Regions from separate parts of the Mus musculus genome. Here region 1 is linked to region 2. The links are chromatin contacts, called in public HiChIP or PLAC-seq maps. All regions are on one chromosome and are shown on one strand. The core of a region is the stretch at or near the end of the contact, and the rest is flanking DNA. Distances in the headings are between cores, read along the strand shown. Region 1 overlaps Clstn3 (calsyntenin 3). Region 2 holds the start of Nanog (Nanog homeobox).

The links. HiChIP or PLAC-seq counts read pairs in DNA pulled down with a chosen protein or histone mark.
Region 1: a contact with region 2 is called in an H3K4me3 HiChIP or PLAC-seq map of embryonic stem cells, with 7 times the contacts expected there. The contact joins the enhancer-like site here to the promoter of Nanog in region 2. A contact is called at or near these places in 5 of 39 promoter capture datasets (cranial neural crest, embryonic stem cells, hippocampal neurons and 1 more), 5 of 115 datasets of contacts at active chromatin or transcription factors (all in embryonic stem cells) and 1 of 9 other capture datasets (liver).

Annotation. Positions count from the first base shown.
Region 1 is chr6:124,427,591-124,434,352 of GRCm38.p6, reverse strand. Clstn3 (calsyntenin 3) reads left to right here. Exons shown (of 18, transcript NM_153508.4): 17 at 2,193-2,395; 18 at 2,621-3,597. The coding sequence ends at 2,761. Among named protein-coding and RNA genes, the nearest start is that of D830015G05Rik, 16 kb to the right of the region's middle. Within about 2 kb of position 3,017, at least 26 of the 459 cell types and tissues checked have an H3K27ac peak or open chromatin away from gene starts, as enhancers often do. A contact at or near this core is called in embryonic stem cells and stem cell-derived epiblast-like cells, where this site is marked.
Region 2 is chr6:122,701,733-122,708,862 of GRCm38.p6, reverse strand. It overlaps Nanog (Nanog homeobox), which reads right to left and starts at 1,298. Exons shown (of 4, transcript NM_028016.3): 1 at 930-1,298. The coding sequence starts at 1,080. RefSeq lists promoters at 1,158-1,348, 1,264-1,490, 1,153-1,558, 1,221-1,602, 1,084-3,585, cis regulatory regions at 1,407-1,414, 1,500-1,505 and enhancers at 1,425-1,462, 5,936-6,339.

The sequences.
Region 1 (6,762 bases), core at 1,768-4,267, 1.7 Mb before region 2:
ACAGTGCTTTCAACAGTGTCCCTATGATCACATGAACCATTTGCTAAATCATCCCTTAATGTTGGCTGCAGTGGTCACCCAAGGTCAGAGTTTGCTGTGTTTAGCAAGATCTAATGGGCTTTCAAGGTCTTGATTTTTGTCTGTAGCTAATTTAAAAATTCTCCCAACCTTCTGGTTTATGCTAATGAATCAGAGTTGTTGGCCTACAGCTGGAGTATTTGCATTTTGTCCTTTTTTGAAGTCACATCTGCTGTGGCTTGCACTCAGAAGGTGGGATTGCCTGGGCTTAGCCACGGGGCCATCTTCTGGCAGGGTCGTGACTCCTTGGACTTGTCCATTGACTTGGGGACCTGAGAGGGGCTGTTTTGGACCGTTGCATAGAAAGAGAAGCTCTGCCCCCACTCCCCTTCCTCCCCCATACCCAGGCAGTTGAGAAATGCTGATCCAACCAGGCCGATCTTTGCCTTGGAGCCAGAGCCTAGTGAGTGAGCCTGCCGGCCCCACCCCTACGGAGTTAGATCTGTTTGGCAAGTAGTACAAAATGGGCCATCGGTCATGTTGGGATGTGAACTAGCTTGACAGAGAACCATCAGGGTGGCTTTGGGGTGCTGTGTGGCTGCTGGGACAGCCCCGGCAGGCATTCTCATTTACCTGCTTGGTCCTGGAGTGGTGGCAGTGTGTGTGCCTGGCAGCTGGCAAGAGGGGTCTGCAGCTGGGTGTTTTGGACCTTTGATGTCATCTCCTCTACACTCAGGTTCTGTTTCGTAACATGTGACTTTTAGGATGGAGGTAGATTTGAAGCGGGTTGCAATGTGACCTTTATGTAGAGCTTGCTTGTGCGTGACTGCTAGTGGGTGTCCAAGACACACACACACACAAGCACGGGCTATTTCTCAGGAATAGGACTGCTTGGGGTGTGAAGGGCATCGAGAACCCATGTGGCAGGTAGCGATCCAGCTGCCCAGGAGGGTTCTGGGCTTGGGACTGTATCTATGGGGTCTCTTCCTCCATTTGCTGTTTCTGGGATTTGGGGCTCCTCTGCTTTGCTTCCTTGTGCTTCTCCGAGTGCTCTCTCTGGCAGCACAGAATGGGGCCCAGGTTGTGTTTATGGCTGCTCGTTCTGTGGCCCTCAGGGTCCAGGTCTGTAGCGTTTATGTCTTCCTTCAGGGGGGTGCTTGGTTTGCACAGCTGGTAGGGAGTTGGGTGACCTTGCTCATACGGCTCTTTGGAGGCATGCTAGAGACTCTGACACATATCCCATTAATCCTACTGTGTGAGCAGGCTGCTAGGTGGCTGGTACAGGCAGTTGTGTGGGTAACTAGAGGCCTGGCTCGGGTATGGGGCATGGCGACGTTTGTCCAGCTGTGTGCCCACTCGTTCTTCATTGGCATGTGCCTGTGTCTGCACATCTGCTTTTCCACCATCAGCTCCAAGGTCCATGTGAGAGTGCATATGCCCTTCTGTCTCTCACTGCCTGTGAGAGTCCATGTACCCCTGAACCTGGGCATCAGAATGAGGCTTCAGGGTGGGAGGCCCCGGAGTGCAGCGGTGGAAGTAGGGAGACCTCAGGGGGAGACTCCGCAGGAACAGCAGCCCTGCAGGACCAGGAACCTCAGGCCCACAAGGAGAAGGGAGGTGTCACGGAACAGGAGTGAGCCCAGACGAGGTGGGTAAGTGAAGGGACCTGTCCTCAGCCTTGGGGACTGTGATTCCTCTCTCTGGTCAGCAGGCCAGGCTTAGAGTTGCTTTGCTTCTCATCCCAGTCAGTCCTCTGCAGCTGACCCTCTCTTTCCCTCTGGGGAGGTGGTGGTACCTGGGGAAGATCCAGGCAGAAAGACAGGAAGCTTCTAGTTTTTGCCATTTATCCAAAGACAATATAGCTGTTCAAGGCAGCAGTAGGCTGGGGGCCTTCTCCACACCATCCACCTTTGTACATTTGCCTTCCTGTCTGTGTGCCTTTGGCCCTTGGAGCAGCCTCTCTCTTCTTCCGTTCCAGTTTACACTTCCTGCTGGGGTCTGTTGCTCTTTCAGTCTCTCAGGTTGTTTGCCTCCTCAAGATCACTTTGGTGGCTGTGGTTTATTTACTCTTGGATTTTTCCCACTGAGTAGTTTCTTCCGTCGGCACCCTACAACCTCTGAGCCCAAATTGCCCAGGTATGCTGGGTTCTGCTGACCCCTTGCTCTCCCTGCAGTGGTCCCCAGTGCTGCGACTCTCATCATTGTGGTATGCGTGGGCTTTCTGGTGCTTATGGTTATCCTCGGCCTCGTTCGGATCCACTCCCTTCATCGCCGCGTCTCAGGAACTGGCGGACCTTCAGGGGCTTCCACTGACCCGAAGGACCCTGACCTCTTCTGGGATGACTCTGCTCTCACCATTATTGTCAATCCTATGGAGGTGAGTGGCCTGGAGGGATGAAGCTAATACTCCTGCTGAGGACCCACGCCTGATGCGAAAGCTTTTGGTGCTGGTGCAGCTGCTGAGCTCATGGAGGTGGGGGTGGGGGGAGGATGAGACTGGGGAGGGACTCTGCAATGGCGCATGCTTGTGTGTGTCCTCAAGGAGAGGTTCTGCCTGTGGCTAGGCTGTTGAGCTCTCGCTCTCTGCTTTTGTCTTCTCCAGTCCTACCAGAACCAGCAGACCTGTGTGGCAGGGGTGGCTGGTGGCCAGCAAGAGGAAGAGGACAGCAGTGACTCGGAAGCAGCCGACTCCCCCAGCAGTGATGAGAGACGCATCATTGAGAGCCCCCCACACCGCTATTGAGGCGCCAACCCTGCCAAGAGAGAGAGGCCTGCCCTGGGGAGACAGGCACTCAGGAAAAAAAAGGGAGAACGGCATTTTGAGAGAAGAGAGACCGAGGGGGGAGAAAGAGCTCTTCATTTGGAGCAGTCCTTCAATCTCAGAACCCCAGGAGGCCCCACAGGAGTTGCCCTCCTCCTTCAGCCTGCCCCTGCCTTGGGCTGCCCTTCCCCTGGTGTACTCCTGAGGTGTCTGCCCCAGCTGGCTGCCCTGGGAGAGTGGCTGGATGGCTTTGGCTGCCCTGTAGCCTACCTGTGGCAGCATACTGTGCCAGCCATGCACTGTATTAGGGAGGGGGATGTCAACAGCCTTGGTTGAGGTGGGAATGCAATTGATGGGAGCCTGCTGCTGTGTCCTTCTCTACTCTGTTCTGTCCGTGAGGGCTTTCCTTCTGTTGCCCCTCCCCCTCCCGCTTCCCCTAGGATCCCCTCGCCTCTATTTCCATTTCACTCTGGGGATCCCTGCTCCTCCCTCTTCTCAGCCTCCTCCCTCTTTTGTCCTCTTTTCCTCTCCTGCCTGAGCAGTACCAAGGTCTTACTGTCTCTATTCCTTTCTCCATGGCCTGCTTTGCCTGGGTTGTGGGGAAGGAGGAGGAGGGGGACCCTGGGGGTGTATTATATATAGTGTATATTTTTTCAATGTTGTCGTGAGCGCAGCTCCTGTGTTTCTGTGTGCAGCTCACAGCCTTGTATGTGTGCGTGTGCGTGGCATTGTCATGTCCTGGGATGAGGGTAGGGGGTGGGTGTGGTAAAGGAGGGCCGCACCCTAGGGTTTTCAAATAAAACAACTAGAAAAAAGTTCTTGCTTGCTGTTTACCTGGCTGATTCTGTGTGACTGTGGGCTTTCTGATCTTAGGGGCCATTTAGGCCTCTGAGCAGGTTGAGGTGACAGGGTAGGGTTGGCTCTGGCTGTGTAAATTCCTAGGTTGTCACTGGGAATGTAAGATGGGGGCGGAGGACTCACACTGTGTCCTTCCCCCTGCATCCTGGAAAGGGATGACATAGATGCATGTGCAGATGCCCACTGCTCTCTGGGGACATTGTCAGCCCCTCCCCCTCTTTCAAAATCCCAACTAGAGCACATTGGCTCCTAGGGCTCCTAGTCAGAAAGCGTAAGGGAGGACACTGGTGATTCTGTTCTTTGCAACCACGAGATCAAGAGCTCTTTTTTTTGTGGAGGAAATCTGTAGCTCAGGCCCAAGGGCTCTGCTTTGCCACACCCCTGCCATGGCTGCTGAGCAGCCTTAGCTCTCTTCATGCCGACATGGTAGTATGGCAGGTTCTGGTCTGTCCTCAACCTTTGGGCCATTTATTCACTGTCCTTTGTGTCTCTAGGCCTTAGGTGATAAAGGACAGAAGGAGATGGAGCTAGCAGAGAGGGGACTGCTGTTGTAGACACTGTCCTTCCTGTACTGTCCCTGCCCTAGGCCATACAGCGAACCACACACACCTTAGTTCCTTTCTGAAGGGCAGGTGATTTAGAACGTTAGTGTTTCCTAGTTCTCTGTGGTCCTTTATAGCACTGTGGGGGTGGAGCTGGGGCTGCCTAGTCCGCTGATGCTCCGTTCACCTCTCCAGCTTCCATCGGATGCCCTGGACCCAGCTCACAGCTCCAACTCTCAGCTGTCTGCTGTATGTCTTTCACCCGGGCACTTCCTTTCTGGTCCTTCCCCCTATCTGTTGGTATGAAGACCTGGGCAACCTATGTCTCAGACTTAGCCTTTGCTCAAACTCTGTTGTCATGGTTACCTCTGCTTATGCTTCCTATGCAGTGTCCTCAACCAGAAAGCAGGCAGTTGGTCTAGATTCCTCTCACCCATGCCCATGTTCAAATGGTGACCACACCTTGTCATTGCTTCTTCAGTTTTCTTAGACGTGCCAGGCTGCCGCTGCAGCTGATGCCACTCGGATTTGCATTCTTCACTGAGAGCCCCCTACCTGCCTCCAGCTCCTCTGTCTTGGCCCATTTCAGTCCATCGTTAACTCTGAGTCTTAGTGGCCTTTGTAATGCACAATTCCACCTATGCCATTCTCCTTCCTGTCACTGGTTTGGTTAATAGCAGATGCTCTGGCAGCCTCTTAGCTCCTTTCCCTTGATGGCTTCTTTGCCATCACTATCTCTGCACACCTGAATGCAGGGAACAAAAGCCACCGGCACTTTCTGGAGTCACACTGCTTTTTCTTGCTTCTGTGTCCTTGTGTGAATTGTTCTGTCAGTCATGTTTTCCTCCTCTTAGCTGCCGAATAGCAGAGAAGAGGTCTTCAGTCTTCGGTGTTCACATACCCCGTGGTCACACCTCCATGACAGCATGTCCCATGAGGCTATAACACACCTATCTCTATCAAATAGATTCTCTGTATACCCTGCAACTTGTGTAGGGCCAGGCGCACCCCAGGGGCTCAGATGCATGAAGTTGTGGGTAATCTTGAGACTCCAAGAAGACTTACTGGTGAGATACAGGAGCGCTGCCTTGGTGACCCATTGGCCTGGGAGGCCAGGGGTGGAAGGTGTCCCAGAAGGTGCCCAGCAGTATGTCTTCCTATAGCCATTGGCTTGGATGTCCTGCTGTTGCCTATCTGTGACAATACCATAGGAGTCAGCCTGTTCCTGTAGTCCCCAGAATCCCAAGGTGGAGCTCAGAGGCTTGGGACAATGGGAAGCTTTAACTCCCAAGAGAGTAGAGGAGTTTTTGAAGTTTGTGGACCTGGCTTCCAGTGCAAACAACCTTCCTCTCCTCCCTCTTTTCAACCTTCTGGTCCTCACTCACCCTGGATCTCAGAGACCGAGTCTTCCTATTCATAAGGGCAGAAGCCACGCCCTGCCATTATTTTTATCTGCTTTTATTATGCTGTGACTCCCTTGGAATCTTCATTCATTCTTTGTCATTTCTGCACCATCAAATGTCTTCAATTCCTGCTCCTGACCTCTTGATTGCCCTTTTACCTGGCCTCTCTCAGTCTCCTTGTTTCTGTTTCTATATCCTGTCTGTCTCTGCCTTAGCATGCACACACACACACACACACACACACACACACACACACACACACACACACACACACACGAGAGAGAGAGAGAGAGAGAGAGAGAGAGAGAATAGAATTAGGCAAGGTGCCAACTTCAATGATCTAGGGAAAGGGCAGCAGGCAAGACTCCAAATGAGTCTTTCTTTTCTTGCTCAAGATCTCCTAGAACATTCTTTAACCTCTCTTACAGAACCTGGCTCTCTCCAGCTGCTTCCTGAGAGGGAAGAAGGCATGGGAAAGGAGGTAGGCATTTGACTGATGGGTAAGCCCTAGGACTTCAGGATTGGCTGGATTTCAAGCTCAACTAGTCTCAATTTAATTAGACGTAGCAAACAGATTTCCCTCGGCCTCACTCATTTTCCCCTCCTGCAGTGGGAGGCTCTGTCCCTCTTAAGTCCACTCTTGGCCAGGAAAATTAATTAGCTTTATCCATGATGAAGCAAGTGCTGAGCTACTGGGAAGCCACACTGTAGAGGCAAGCGTGTCAACTGCCGGCTCAAGTGTCACTGTGTCTTTCTTCATGTTACCAAACCAGAACCCTGGAACCCTGCCTCAGTGTTGCCAGGGAGGTTGGCTGCAAGTTCAGTGGAGGGTGCAGCTTTTGGGCTCTCTTGGAATTATCCACCCATCATCCCTCCCCTTTCGGGGGCTTTTTTGGGAAGGGTCAAGAACATGTCTGCTTCCATTCTTTGAGGAGCTGTGGAAGATGTCAGGCTCTTTTCAGATTTCAGCTTTTCAAGAACTCTCTTAAGTGGATTCACTAAAACTCCCAAGACCAGTCACATTGTGGGGTTCTTCTAGACTGTGTGAGAATTCCTGAGATCCTTCAAACCCTTGGGGGTTTCCTGGGGGTGTCTGAACGTATACTGTGTGAGGATGGACTAGCGCCCAACGAGGCTACCAATTTCCTGAATTCACTCCACTCAGCAGCAGCGCGCTCTC
Region 2 (7,130 bases), core at 49-2,548:
GGCAGGCGGATTTCTGAGTTTGAGGCCAGCCTGGTCTACAAAGTGAGTTCCAGGACAGCCAGGGCTACACAGAGAAACCCTGTCTCGAAAAAACAAAAAAAAACAAACAAAAAAAAAATCAAAAATTGAACCCATAAATCAGAAAAATCAAGATGACAGACATTAACTTAAAAGCTCAGAAAAAAGGGGACACACACTTCCTAGCGCTCCACACACCCAAGCACCGCTGCACACACCCGAGCATCACTGCACACACCCGAGCATCGCTGCACACACCCGAGCATCACAACACGCACCTGAGCACCGTGGCACACACAGCCTAGCAGCCTCTTGGTTCTACCATTTACAAGCCTGAGTACTGGGCTGACTCTGTACAGACAATGAGCTTCAGACCTTGGCTCCAGATGCTAGCTATAAGAATGAATGACTTAAACTGTGTACACTTGTTTGGGGTTTGGAAGGAGCACTGAGCTCACAAACCCAGAACTGCTAAGTGACATCCATATTCCCAAAGGTTGAGAGAAATGCTAACTGCTTCTGCTGGAGAAAACGGCCATTTGGGCAAATTGCAAACTAACTGTATAACCTCACCAAAAAAATGGGGTGCTCATTCCAAGCTAGGATGTTAGGTCTCCCTGCTACTGAAGACACCACTCACTGCCCCCGAACATATTCCAAAGAGCCCAAATATTTAGGTTCTCAAATACACACAAGAGCCTTATATTGCTCCGTCCTGTGTCCCGGATCTCTATTTCAGACTAGAAGGCCAACGTATCACCGGTCAAACTCAGAGGGGTTTCCAGAAGAGTGATAAGGACACCCGCTTATGTTAATGACTACTACGGTTCATAAAGAAGCAATAACCCTTCAGCCCGTTTTTTCTACTCTTACCCTAATTTACTGGGTTCTTCGGGGACTGAATTCCTTACCAGCCTCTGTGCAGAGCATCTCAGTAGCAGACCCTTGTAAGCAAGAATAGTTCTCGGGATGAAAAACTGCAGGCATTGATGAGGCGTTCCCAGAATTCGATGCTTCCTCAGAACTAGGCAAACTGTGGGGACCAGGAAGACCCACACTCATGTCAGTGTGATGGCGAGGGAAGGGATTTCTGAAAAGGTTTTAGGCAACAACCAAAAAACTCAGTGTCTAGAAGGAAAGATCATAGAAAGAAGAGTTAAATGTCTAATGCAAAATTATCAAGAAGTCAGAAGGAAGTGAGCCGCAGCCTTCCCACAGAAAGAGCAAGACACCAACCAAATCAGCCTATCTGAAGGCCAACGGCTCAAGGCGATAGATTTAAAGGGTAGGTCCTGCTCCTCCCCCCTCAAGCCTCCTACCCTACCCACCCCCTATTCTCCCAGGCACCCAGGCGGCACCCACGCCCCACCAGCCCTGTGAATTCACAGTTAATCCCACCTGCAGGGTCCACCATGGACATTGTAATGCAAAAGAAGCTGTAAGGTGACCCAGACTGGGAGGGAGGGAAAGCTTAGGGGGCATCCTCTGATCTAAAGACATCCCCCCCCCCCAAAAAGAGGCTTTACCTCATTTCACTTTATTCATCTTTTAACCACGGCTGCACCTCCAGACCCTGGCGATCTCTAGTGGGAAGTTTCAGGTCAAGTGGGGGATCTGAGTTTCCTCTTCCATTCTTTCTACAGACATGAAAGAGTCAGACCTTGCTGCCAAAGTCTCTGTTTATACACGGCTTTCCTTTCAGCACTCAGCGTTTCTTGCTTGCTCTTCACATTGGGAAACCTGGGGAAATCTTCCCTCCAAAAGTGCGGCTTTTTAACGCAAGTCTGAAGAAAGAGCCTGTGTCCTGCTTAAGACTCGGGCTACCTTAGTAAGTTGGTCCATGCTTTGGTTTTGAGACAGGTTTTTCTCTGTTGCCTTGAGTAGCTTATACTCAGTATGTAGACCAGGCTTGTCTACCACCATGCCCAATTTAAGGAGTGTTTAAATTAATGTAGAGGCCTTCTGTTTTGTTTTGAGACAAGTTCTCACTGTAAAACCTAGGCTGGCTTCAGACTTACTGCAATCCCAAGTGCCTCAGCCGTCTAAGCAATGGAAGAAGAAATTTATCGTATTTCAAATTTGGTTTTGGTCATTTCTTTGAGATAGAGTTTCACGTACCCGAGACTGGCCTCACAGTCTATTGCTCTAGCTGGTCCCAAACTCCTGATCTTCCTATTTCCACATCCCAAGTTCAAAGTTTGCCGATCAGTCCTTGTGCTCACAGATAAGTGAGTGAAAGCACTCTAACCCAGCTTAAGTCGGCTTCTGTGTATAAGCAGAGAGGGAAGGGCCGTCCTCTCGTAACATCTCCCATGTGAAGACTCTACCACAGTGAGTATTGGTAGGAGTGGTTCTTCCTGGGTTTTATTCTACAAAAGACTAAGCTTGAATGGCTCTTTTTGGTTTGGGGTTTTTTTTGGGGGGGGCGGGGCGGAGCGCGGGGGTTGGTGGTGTTTGTTTGAGTTTTGTTATTATTCTAGGCAGGGTTTCTCTGTGTAGCCCTGGCTGTCCTGGGACTTGCTCTGTAGAACAAGCTGGCTTCCAACTCACAGAGAGCCAACTGCCTCTGCCTCCCATGTGCTGGCATTAAAGGCCTGTATGTGCCACCACTGCCGCCATGGCCACCACAGCCACCATACTACTACTGTCTCCACTGCCACCACTGTCTCCACTGCTACCACTGCACCACACCATCATTGCCACCACTGTGCCATGCCACCAATGCCACCACTGTGCCACAGCACCACTGCCACCATCGTCACCACTGTCTGCCTCTGCTGCCACCCCTGCCACCATTACCACCACTTCCCTTCTTCCACTGCCACCAATGCTACCAATACTACCACTGTCAGCACTGCCACCAAGCCACCATTGTTACCACTGCCTCTGCGGCCACCACGGCTGCCACTACCACCGTTGCTACCACTGTGCCACCATGGCTACCACTGCTGCCCCACTACCATTGCCACTAAAGCCTGCAATGCCTCCACTGCCACCACTGCCACCTCTGAGCCACACCAACCCTGCCACCAATGCCATCACTGCCACTACGACCACCACTGCCTCAACTGCTGCCACACTATCACTGTCTGTCACCACTGCCACCAAGGCCTCCACTGCTGCCAAGACCACCACGGCCACTACTGCCTCCATTGCCCAGCCTGACTGAACCTCTTTTTTTTTTTTTTTTTTTTTGAGATTTTTCTCTTTATTCTGATGAACAGTGTGATATAATTAAACCAGCCATTTCCTTTTTTGTTTGTTTGTTTGGTTGGTTGGTTGGTTGGTTTTTCGAGACAGGGTTTCTCTGTGTAGCTCTGGCTGTCCTGGAACTCACTCTGTAGACCAGGCTGGCCTTGAACTCAGAAATCTGCCTGCCTCTGCCTCCTGAGTGCTGGGATTAAAGGCGTGTGCCACCACACCCGGCTAAAGCAGCCATTTCTTGTTTCAATTAGACACTTTTAGACATAAACTAATGTGGCTGGTTGACCTCTGTCCACATCCAGCTGGAGAAACGCAGAGCGCGGCATCTTGCCCTCCTCCCTCGAAGGCTTCAGACCCACTGTTTACACCACTCTCTCTCTCTCTCTCTTCCAATTTTGTTTCTTTTTTCTTCTTTCTTTAGATTTCCTTTATTTTTGTGTGCATTGGTGTTTTGCCTGCATGGATTTTGGTGTGAGAGTGCCCGCCGTGGTGGCACACGCCTTTAATCCCAGCACTTAGGCGGCAGAGGCAGGTGGATTTCTGAGTTCGAGGCCAGCCTGGTCTACAAAGTGAGTTCCAGGACAGCCAGGGCTACACAGAGAAACCCTGTCTCGAAAAACAACAACAACAAAAAGATGAAAAAGAGAGTGCCAGGTCCCCTGGAACTGAAATTACAGATAGTTATGAGCTGTCATGTAGGTACTGGAAATTGAACCCTGGTCCTCTGGAAGAGCAACCAGAGCTCTTAACTGCTGAGCTATCTCTCCAGCCCCTCTAGCCCATCTCTTAAGCCCTCCTCTGACAACTTTGAGGTATGAGGAAACTTTAAAAACAAAAAAAAACAATACTTTTAGAATTGGGTTCCAGTGATTCCATTTTCAGAGATATTTTTGCATATAAATTATATATATGAAGCTAATGCTATATGAAACCCTGTCTCGAAAAACCAAAAAAAATATGTATATAGTAACATATTCTATAGAACACGTATATAATTTGTGATATAATAAATAATGTAAATATATCATTTACTTATTTATTTATTTACTTATTTATTTTGAGACAGAGTTTCTCTATGTAGCCCCGGCTATCCTGGAATTAGATCTGTAGGCCAGGCTGGCCTCGAACTCACAGAGACCCACCTGCTTCTGTCTCTCAGAATGCTGGGGTTAAAGGGATGGCCACCACTACTTGGTGAGATATGAAGGTTTTAAACAATAAACAGATGGACTAAAGCCCCTAAGTAGAAATCATAGAACAAAAGAATAACTGTTCTACCTTCTGCTTATTCGCTGGACTAATACAAATATGTCCCTGATGTGATTCTTGTCATTAGGCAAAGAATGAATAGGCCGTTCAAAATATCAAGGTTTATGCAGCGCTTAGTAAAAAATATTCTTTGTAAGTCTGCTCCAGAGGGTAGACAGTCCAGGCAGGCATCACCAAAGTCATTTTAAGACTTGCAGCCTTCAGTGAAAAGTCTTTCACGTGGTTTGCTTAAACGAAGAATGGTATGTTGAGTTAAGTACTCGGACTAACCAAGGGCTACAGTATTATCTGTAGCCAATTTTTAATTTTGAGTCAGGACCTCACTATGTCAGATCTGGTTAGCCTGGAACTCACTGTGTAGACAAGGCTGGCTGCTGTGTTTCTTTCCCTCTCTCCCAAGTGCTGGGACAGAGAAAGCAGTCTTCACACTTTTTTTTTTTTAAAGACAGAGTCTCAGTGTGTATTCCTGGCTAGCCAACTCAGTATGCAGACCAACCTGGCTTTGAACTCCCAGGGATCCCTCTACTTCTGTCTGCCTTAAGGGGATCAAAGATGTGGCACCTTCACCGTGGTTTGGAATCCTTTTCTTCAATTTTATTTGTTAGAGCTAAGGCATGCCTGAGGAAGTCAGAGGACAATGTTTGGAACTTGGTTCTCTTGCACTTATACAAGTGTGTTTTACCCGCTGAGCATTCTGCCACTCACACCTCAGGAGAGGTAGGGGCATCACAGGGAGTTGAAAGCCAGCCTGATCTCCAGACTGCCTAAAGAAACAGAAACAAAACAAACACACACACACACAAAGAAAATACAAGCCTAAAATCTAAAGCACGGGGCCCATCGCTAACATATTGAAGGACAATAGGCATTCTGTGATGGCTCTTGTCTCCCCATTCCTAAGCCCAACATTCGAGGATTCTAAGGTCCTTTCCCACCCTCTACTCCAATCTCACTAAGGAAAGAAATGCTTACTAATCCCAGTTACATACTTTTGCCACACTCAAGTTTTTGAAATAACCACGTAGTCTCTCTCTCTCTCTCTCTCTCTCTCTCTCTCTCTCTCTCTCTCTCTCTCTCTCTCTCTCTCTCTCTCTCTCTCGGGGGAGGTGGGGGCGGGGATACAAAGCCCAGCAAACTACCTTCACTAGGCCAAAGGGTTCCTCTCCCTCAGCTACCAGCTCTGCCCTTACAAAAATTTACTCCTGTTTATAATGAAAAAAAAAAGATGCCACCAGGGAACCCTAGGTGTGTCCCAAGGGCGACGTAATTTTGGTAAGCTTGCCTTTGTCTTCTAGGAACCGTCCGGGAGAGGAATTGTAAGAGCTGGGAGGAGTCCAGAGAACTGGCTGGTTCAAGCTCTAAGCCGGTTCTCATTTCAAATTAGAAACAAAATGCATGCGAGTCCTCTAAAGGAGGAAACTTGCCTCTGGGTCCACGGAGTCAAGGCCACCATAGCCTTAAGTTTACCCCAAGTTCTACAAAGGTTTGGTACAGGGCGCACAGCTCCGGGTCAAAGGAGTCTGCTTAGGAGACGGCGATGGATCCCTCCCCAACCCCCATTCCTGTCCTGCCTCTTTAGTGTCTTTGAGAGTCTCTGGTGAAAGATCCGAGCGAAGAGGTGGCTGGTAGCCAAAAGGCAGGCTTGCTACATTCCTTATCCAGGGAAGCGGTTTGAATAGGGAGGAGGGCGTCTAGATGCCTTAGACCTGGTTGGAACTAGCTGTGTGGGTGGGGAAAGGAATGTTAAGTGGGTCCTCTGGGTGGTTAGCAGTCAAAACAAGAGTAAAAGATGAACTTGTATGGTTAGTGCTGAAAAGGAGCGGGGACTAGGGACAGGTGGGGGAGGGGTGTGAATCGCTAGCCTTGGAGTCCTCCGGGAGAGCCGCGGGACAAACCTGGGAAGGAAATTCCAGCAGGTTAACAATTGGAGAGAATTACAGACTCCAACACTTCTGGGTTTTTGTTTTTGTTTTTGAGACAAGGTTTCTCTATGCCCTGGCTGTCCTGGAACTCACGCTGTAGACCAGGCTGGCCTCGAACTACTGGAGACCCGTCTGCCTCTGACTCTGGAAGACTGGGATTAAAGGCTTTGTGCTGCTTTACCTGACTACGCCTCTGTTTTTAAAAACTCAGAAAAGCATAACATGAACCTGAGCGTGTAGTTCAGTTGGCACAGTACTCGCTTTGCATGAATAAAGGACATGCGTTCAGTCTCCAGCACTACACAGAACATAGTATCGAGTCTGAAATCCCAGCACGCAGGAGACAAGATCAAGTCTCCACTGAGAGCTCAGGCCCACAAAGCAGTTGGAGCTTCATTCTTCCTGAGGCCAGATCCCTCCCTCTCTCCCCCATCTCACTTAGGGAAAAAGAAAATGTATTCCCACAAGTTGTTCTCTGTGTGCACCCACACACAGCCAGGCAGTATAATAAATAGATTTTCAAGAAAAAGCATACCTAGAGTATACCGCTTGTTTATGTCTTTTCTTTCAAAAATTCACTTATTTAATTTATGTAAGTACACTGTAGCTCTCTTCAGACACACCAGAAGAGGGTATCAAATCCCATTACAGATGTTTGTGAGCCACCATGTGGTTGCTGGGATTTGAACTCAGGACCTTCAGAAGAGCAGTCAGTGC